Linked DNA regions of Mus musculus: region 1 is linked to region 2. The links are chromatin contacts, called in public promoter capture Hi-C maps. All regions are on one chromosome and are shown on one strand. The core of a region is the stretch at or near the end of the contact, and the rest is flanking DNA. Distances in the headings are between cores, read along the strand shown.

Region 1 (3,352 bases), core at 433-2,932, 390 kb before region 2:
CACAGTATATACATAGTGCCAGAAGACAGCTTGCAGGAGTTGGCCTTCCTCCCACTCTGTGGGTCCAGGGGATGCAACTGAAGACATCCTCAGCATTACCTGCTGAGCATCTCGCTGGTCCTCTAACCCTAGGCTTATTTTTACTTTGAGTCATGGTCTTAGTTGCCCAGACTGTCCTTGAAGTCTGTAGCCCAGGCTACCCTTGAACTTTTTCGGCATTGGACACCTAGGTAGCTGGGGTTACAGGCTTGAGCTCCAGATGCGAGTGTTGGGGACAGCATTGACAGGTTGGAGACATGTGGCCTCTGGGTTCCTCAAAGGCACGAGAAGGCAGGTGCAGAGTTGATTACGTGGCGGAGATACAGCTGCATTTCAGACTCTTAGCACACTTTTCACATTAGCCCAGGCTGGCCTAGAACTTGCCAAGTAGCCCAGGACGAACATAATCTCATCTTCCTGCCTCTACCTCCCAAAGACTGGGATTGCAGCTGTGCTCCACCACGGGTAGCCCTCTTGTTTTCTGAGATTATCGACAGGCAGTGGCCACCCTAGGAGATTCAACAGTGTATTACACTCAAGTAAGGGAAGTGCTGCCACTGCGTGGGGGAAAGAGGCATGGAAGTGCCGAGAGAAACGGCTACACCAACCGTAACGAGCAAAAATGAAGAAAATATGCCAGCAAGATGGATCACTAGGTAGAGGCATTCACTTGCCAAACCTGACAACCTGAGTTTGGGTCCACATGGTAGGATGGAACTGACTCCTAAAAGTTATCTTCTGATCTCCATACACCTGCCGTGGCTCGAACTCGTGTGCGCACTCAAAGCTAAATGTGACACAGAAGCCAGAGTAGAGCACAACTGACTAGCACCTTGAGTTCAATAAGGTTGGAAGGAGAGAAGGCCACGACGTTGACCTTGACCTCCACAGCTGCACGGTTCCGACTTACACAGACACACTAAAAAACAGTCCGGAGATTAAAAGCACTTTTTCTTTCAGACAACCCAGGTTCAGTTCCCAAAACCTGTGTGGTAGCTCAAAACTACCTTGCTTCCTCCCTCCCCACCTTTCCTTCCCCCTCCCCTCTCTCTCTTCTCTGTCTCTCAGATAGGGGTCAAACCCAAGACCTTACACCCTAGGCAAGTTCTCAGCCACTGAGCTATCTCTAGCCCAGTTCACAAACACCCTGGAACTCTAGTTACCGATACCGTCTTCAGATTTTCTTAGGATCCAGACACACATATGGCTTACATATACAGATATGTAACAAAACATCCATATATGTGTTTGTTTGTTTGTTGAGACGGGGTTTCTCTGTCCTGGATCTGGCTCCAGAGATCCACCTGCTTCTGCCTCCGGAGTGCTGGTATTAAAGGCGTGCGCCGCCACCACCGCTAATTCCAGTTTTCTGGAGGCAGAAGCAGGCAGATCTGAGTGTATATATGAGTTCCAGGCCAGCCAAATGTACATGGACGCTGCCTCAAACAAGGCAATAAAATAATAATAATAATAATAATAATAATAATAATAATAATAATAATAATAATAATAAATTAAAGTATGTGATGCCGCCCCTGCTGGTTCAGAACTTGAGGCGGCCGTGGCGGTAATGGCACATGGCACCCCTAGAGGGCGATAGAGGTCCGGGCACCCGTCCTTGCGCAAGCACTTTTGTTTTCCAGGGCGCCGAGGCCCGCGCATGCGCACATCTTCACGCTGCCGCCGGAGCCGGTGCTTCTGAGGATTCAACGGTGGCAATGTCCGAGCTTCCCGGAGAGAGCAGGATCCCGGACCTGAGCCCCATGAACGGCGTCGGCGACGTCCTGCAGGTGGGACTGGGCGGAGGCAGTCCGGTCCCCGAAGCCCAGGAAGACCCGCTGGCCACAGCCTCCCAGCCCATGGCGCCGGCCCCGGGCCTGGCTCCCGGGCAGTTCCCCGGCGTGGCGGGCCTGATGGCGATCCCGCACGTCCACGCGCCGCTCCTCCTCCTAGAGCTGTACGAGCAGCGGATGTTCCAACACTATCTGCACACCAACCCCCTGATCCCCACCAGGCTGCTCCACGAAATCGAGGAGCGCCGCCGGCTGTTCGTGGAGGGCTGCAGGGCCAGGGAGGCGGCCTTCGACGCCAACCCCCCGCAGATGGACTCGCACGCCCGCGCCTTCATGCTGGCGCTCACGGCCTCCGACGCCCGCGGCCCCAACGCCGACTGAGGGGTGGCCTTCACCTATAACCTCCGAGGAAGGAGGCCGGAGGACCGGACTTCAAGGTCATCCTCCGCCATGTAGCGAGTTGGAGGCCAGCCTGGGCTACAGGAGACTGTCTTTTAAAAATAAAAAATAAAAATAAAAGATTGGTGGCCAGGAAGTCAGGTGACTCCTAGAATCAAGGGCAAAGGCAGATGTCTGGGCAAATGTCATGAGGTGGGGAATCCATGCCAGAATCCAGCCGTGGGCAGGGTGGAATGAAGCAGGCCGGGAGAGAGAAGGGCACTTGAGGCTTGAGGCTGACAAGCAAAGAGGACTCTTCTGACTTCCACCTTGTGACTGTCAGCAATCTTTCCCTCCCCTGCATTTGTTGAAAATCATGGTTGCTTCACTGCGAAGGACGATGGTTTTGCAAAGATGAAGTCTAAGAAATATCAATGAAAAAGACCATAGAAATCAGCGGAGATGCGGGAAGAAACCAGGGGATGTGCTTGCTAGATTCTGTTCCTCCCGGGTTTTACTGAGTAAGAAGAAAGCTGTAAACCACTTGGACATTTCAGAATTGAGGGTCGTCCCATCGTCAGCTGACAAGATCCATGTATCGTTACTTCTTGTGTTTGATGTTCTGTAGACGAGTTGTAAATATTCAGATAGGGAAAACCATGTATGTGTTGTGAGATGAATATTTTTCCAGACCTTGTGTAGTTGTAACCATGCGGAAATAGATGAGTGATTATTTAAATAATACAGACACAAGACTCAAATTCTGCAAAAGATACTATGGGAAGTTAAACTTATCTGCCAAATTGAAAATAGGTATCCATACAGATTTGTGTTTTCTGTAGGGTTTTTCAAACAGATTTTATAAGGCATATATGAACTGGTACCAGTCTAGTTATCCCCCAATCTTGGGTGCTGAGGATGGACCCCAAGCCTTCTTGCCCTGCTCCCATTCCTTCTGAATCAAGGTAGGGTAGGGTTTTGGCTCAGTGGTTAAAGGTGTCTGCTGCTAAGCCTTATTACTGAATTTGATCCCTGGACCCAAGAGGTGAAGGTGGAAGAATCCACACCCATTTCCTCCAAGCACCACTGGTGCACATCCACGTGCAATGTAAACAAATCTACATAGTACGTACATATATCAG
Region 2 (3,572 bases), core at 315-2,814:
TACATACATAGAGGCAAACATACACTGTAACATGCCTCAGTAGCTAAGAGAGTGTGTTGTTCTCTCACAGGGCTTGCACTTGGTTCCCAGCACCTACATCTAGAAGCTCACAATTGCCAGAAACTCCAGCTTCCGGGACAAACACCCCTCTGGCCTCCTTGGGCAAATGTACATACACAGACACATATGCACACATCAATAAATAATAATAAAAATATTTGTAAATGAATCTTTTAAAACCCCACAAAACCAACGTTGACACAATAGGTATATATTTTATATGAAACAAAGCTCAGAAACCATTTAAGTTGTAATCCTAGCACTTGGGATGCTCTGATAGGATTGCCTCAAGTTCAAGGCTGGCTTGGGCTATGAAGGGACACCCTTACTCAGAAAGGAGAGAGAGGGAGAAAGATAGAGAGGGAGAGAGAGAGAGAGAGAGAGGGAGAGAGAGAGAGAATGAGGAGAGGAGAAGGAGGGAGGGGTGGAGGGAGGGAAGGAGGGAAAGAGAGGAGGAGGAAGGCCAGTGATGTGGTTCAGCAGGTGAAAGAGTCTGCCATGCACGCCTGAGAGTCTGAGCTCAGTCCCTGGGTTCTCAGAACCCATGGCAGAAAGAGAGAACCAATCCCTGCAAGATGTCCTCTGACCTTCGTGCTGGAGCACCAGCATGCCTGCAGTAACACACACCTGTACACACAGACACACTCACATACATCGTGTATGTACCTCACACACAATAATAATAATGATGATGATGGAAGTAACAAATAGCTTTTTAAGAAGGGACAGAGGGAAGGAAGGGTAAACTTAAGTTTCCTGAGGTCTGTGAGCTAACCTATAAAATTAATAGAACCCAAGAAAGGTGCGTGGCACCCTCAACTTATAGCCAGTTGATGCAAAGCCCTCACTGCACCAGGGCTTGCTATGGCCGTCTGTGGTAGAGGACAGTCTTGCATAAAAAGGCTTTGTTTCCAAGGCAGATGATGCTGGGACTGAATTAGAGGACACCCAGCAGGTGCTGGCTGAAGAATCACATGCCGCGTGGGAGATTCGCCACACACCTGGAATCACTGCCGTCTAGACTGTGAGTTCGTGGACAGAGCACATCTGTGGTTTCGGATATCTAGTAGAGGGAATCGGAAACACAAAGGCAGGCTGCAGACATGGCTCTGTTGGGAGAGTGCTTGCCTCACATGCACCAAACCCAGGGCTCCATGCACAGCAAGTGAGTTCCAGGCCAGCCAGGAGCGCATAGACAACCTCCATTTCCAAACGGAGAAGAGCGCCATCTGTCCTGAATTGTATCTTCCTTGTTCTGTCCTGTCTGGCTTATCTCCTTAACCTTAAATGTCTGAGCTTCTTCCCATTGTATTCGTCCGGTCTTCGAGGGCTTGTGGCTTGCGGTGTATTGATTTACCATCACCGTAGGCAGACGTTGGTTTGTTTCATTTAAGCCTGTGAAAAATAAGACTGCGGCGAATGATCTAGAATCTTGATATGCACGTACGCACGGGTTTCTCTGAGCATGTGGCAGCACAACTGACAGTCGCAGCCCAGCACTCGTTCAGCTGCAGCTGGGAACTGCCTGACAATGTTGCAAGCTAGCAACTCCAATCCCCACTCCTGCGCCAGTCAGAGGAGGGGGAGTGTCTCATCTGGCAACAGCAATAAACGCTGTTTGTTTGTTTTCACATCTGGGGCGTGTGTAATAGTTTCAATTTGTGTTTTCCTGGTGATTAAGGAAGCTAATCACCCTTTCATGTATGTTTATTGGAACTGTCAAATCAGATTTACAGGTGGCTGCGAGGTTGCTGGTTTGTATCCACTTCCTTCATCAGAACCAACTGGCCAAACCAACATGACACTCCCCGTGCTGAAACATGAGCTGAACCAAGAGGGAGAATGGCTGCATGCCCAGACAGGCCAGGTTTTGTGGGCACAGACATCATCTTCTCTCTTTTGCTTACAAAAAAAAAAAAAAAGTTTTTAGTTGTGTGTGTGTGTGTGTGTGTGTGTGTGTGTATGAGAGAGAGAGAGAGAGAGAGAGAGAGAGAGAGAGTTAGTTTATGTGATCCGTAGCAAATGTGCAGCTTGCTATTCATGTGGGTCCCCTAACAAGTGGGGGAGGAGCTGTCTCAGTCTCTGTCCCCTGCCACTGGATCCCCTTCCCCCTCCCTGGGCTGCCTGGATGGGCCTCAGTGAGAGAGGATGTGCCCAGTCCTGTTGAGACTAGATGCCCCAGGGTAGGGTGGTACCCAAGGAGGACTCCCCTTATCTTAGAAGGGATGGGGATAATAGCAGGAGGGAATTTGTAAGGGTGGGACTGGAAAGAGAAGAGGGAGGGGGCTGTGTTAGGGATGTAAAATGAATTTTAAAAATTAATAGACAATAATGAGTGGAGTTTGTGTGGAGAGAGAGAGAGAGGGAGAGGGAGAGGGAGAGGGAGAGGGAGAGGGAGAGGGAGAGGGAGAGGGAGAGGGAGAGGGAGAGGGAGAGAGAATGCATGAATACCCAAAGAGGCCAGAAAAGGGCATCAGACCCTCCAGAGACAGAGTTATATGCCGTTGTGAGCTGCCTGATGTGGGTGCTGGGATTCATGGTCCTTTTAGCTCCTGAGCAATCTATCCAGCCCTGTTTTTATTTTTTATGAAAAGTGACTGTGAACCTTGAACCCATCAACTTTTTTTCCTTTTTATTCTTTATCTTTTTTTAAAAAAAAAAAAGATTTATTTATTTATTTTATTAATGAGTGCACTGTAGCTGTCTCCAGACACGCCAGATTGGGGCATCAGATCCCATTACAGATGGTTGTGAGCCACCATGTGGTTGCTGGGAATTGAACTCACGACCTCTGGAAAAGCAGTCAGTGCTCTTAACCACTGAGCCATCTCTCCAGCCACTCTACACACACACACACACACAGAGAGAGAGAGAGAGAGAGAGAGAGAGAGAGAGAGAGAGAGAGAGAGAGAGAGTTTCTCTGTGTAACCCTGGCTGTCCTGGAATTCACTCTGTAGACTAAGTCTGGCCTCAAACTCAGAGATCTGCCTCCTGAGTGCTGGGATTAAAAGCGCTAGTCGGCACGCCCAGCTTCTATCAATCTTTTTTCTGACGTTTATTATTTCTATTAAGTTTATTTACTTAGTGTAGGGAAGTGGAGGGGTGCTAAATATACGTGTGCACAGCATACTGGTGGAAGTCACAGGACACCTGGCAGTCAGATCTCTTCTTCTATCACACAGCTGGATCTCTTCTTCTCCCATGTGAACCCCAGCAATCAAATTGGGGTTGTCAGGCTTAGCTGCAAGCCCCTTTACCCAATGAGCCATGTTGCTGGTTTCCATCCCTCACTTTATCCTGTTTTGTTCCCTAGGTCTTTTCATGGCTATAAAGCCAGCCTCCTTGGCTCAGCTCACCAGAACACTCGTTCTGCCCAGTGCTGACCTTCCAATTAAAGCCAATTAAGTTAGCTACTCTGTTTGTGTTGTTGTTTGCAGTGAGGGTGATGAAACCAAGAAACTCCAGTAACCTGATCCTGCAGGAATAAAAGGGTACCAAACTGCAGAATGTGC

Evidence for each region. Promoter capture Hi-C pulls out the DNA fragments that hold promoters and counts their contacts.
Region 1: a contact with region 2 is called in a promoter capture Hi-C map of cranial neural crest. The contact joins the promoter of Eid2b here to the enhancer-like site in region 2. A contact is called at or near these places in 1 of 39 promoter capture datasets (cranial neural crest), 3 of 115 datasets of contacts at active chromatin or transcription factors (bone marrow-derived macrophages, embryonic stem cells and microglia) and 1 of 9 other capture datasets (liver).

What each region holds. Positions count from the first base shown.
Region 1 is chr7:28,276,024-28,279,375 of GRCm38.p6, forward strand. Eid2b (EP300 interacting inhibitor of differentiation 2B) reads left to right here and starts at 1,683. Exons shown (of 1, transcript NM_001177427.1): 1 at 1,683-3,352. The coding sequence starts at 1,758. The coding sequence ends at 2,213.
Region 2 is chr7:28,664,212-28,667,783 of GRCm38.p6, forward strand. No RefSeq gene overlaps it. Among named protein-coding and RNA genes, the nearest start is that of Fbxo27, 27 kb to the right of the region's middle. Within about 2 kb of position 1,565, at least 76 of the 459 cell types and tissues checked have an H3K27ac peak or open chromatin away from gene starts, as enhancers often do. A contact at or near this core is called in embryonic stem cells, where this site is marked.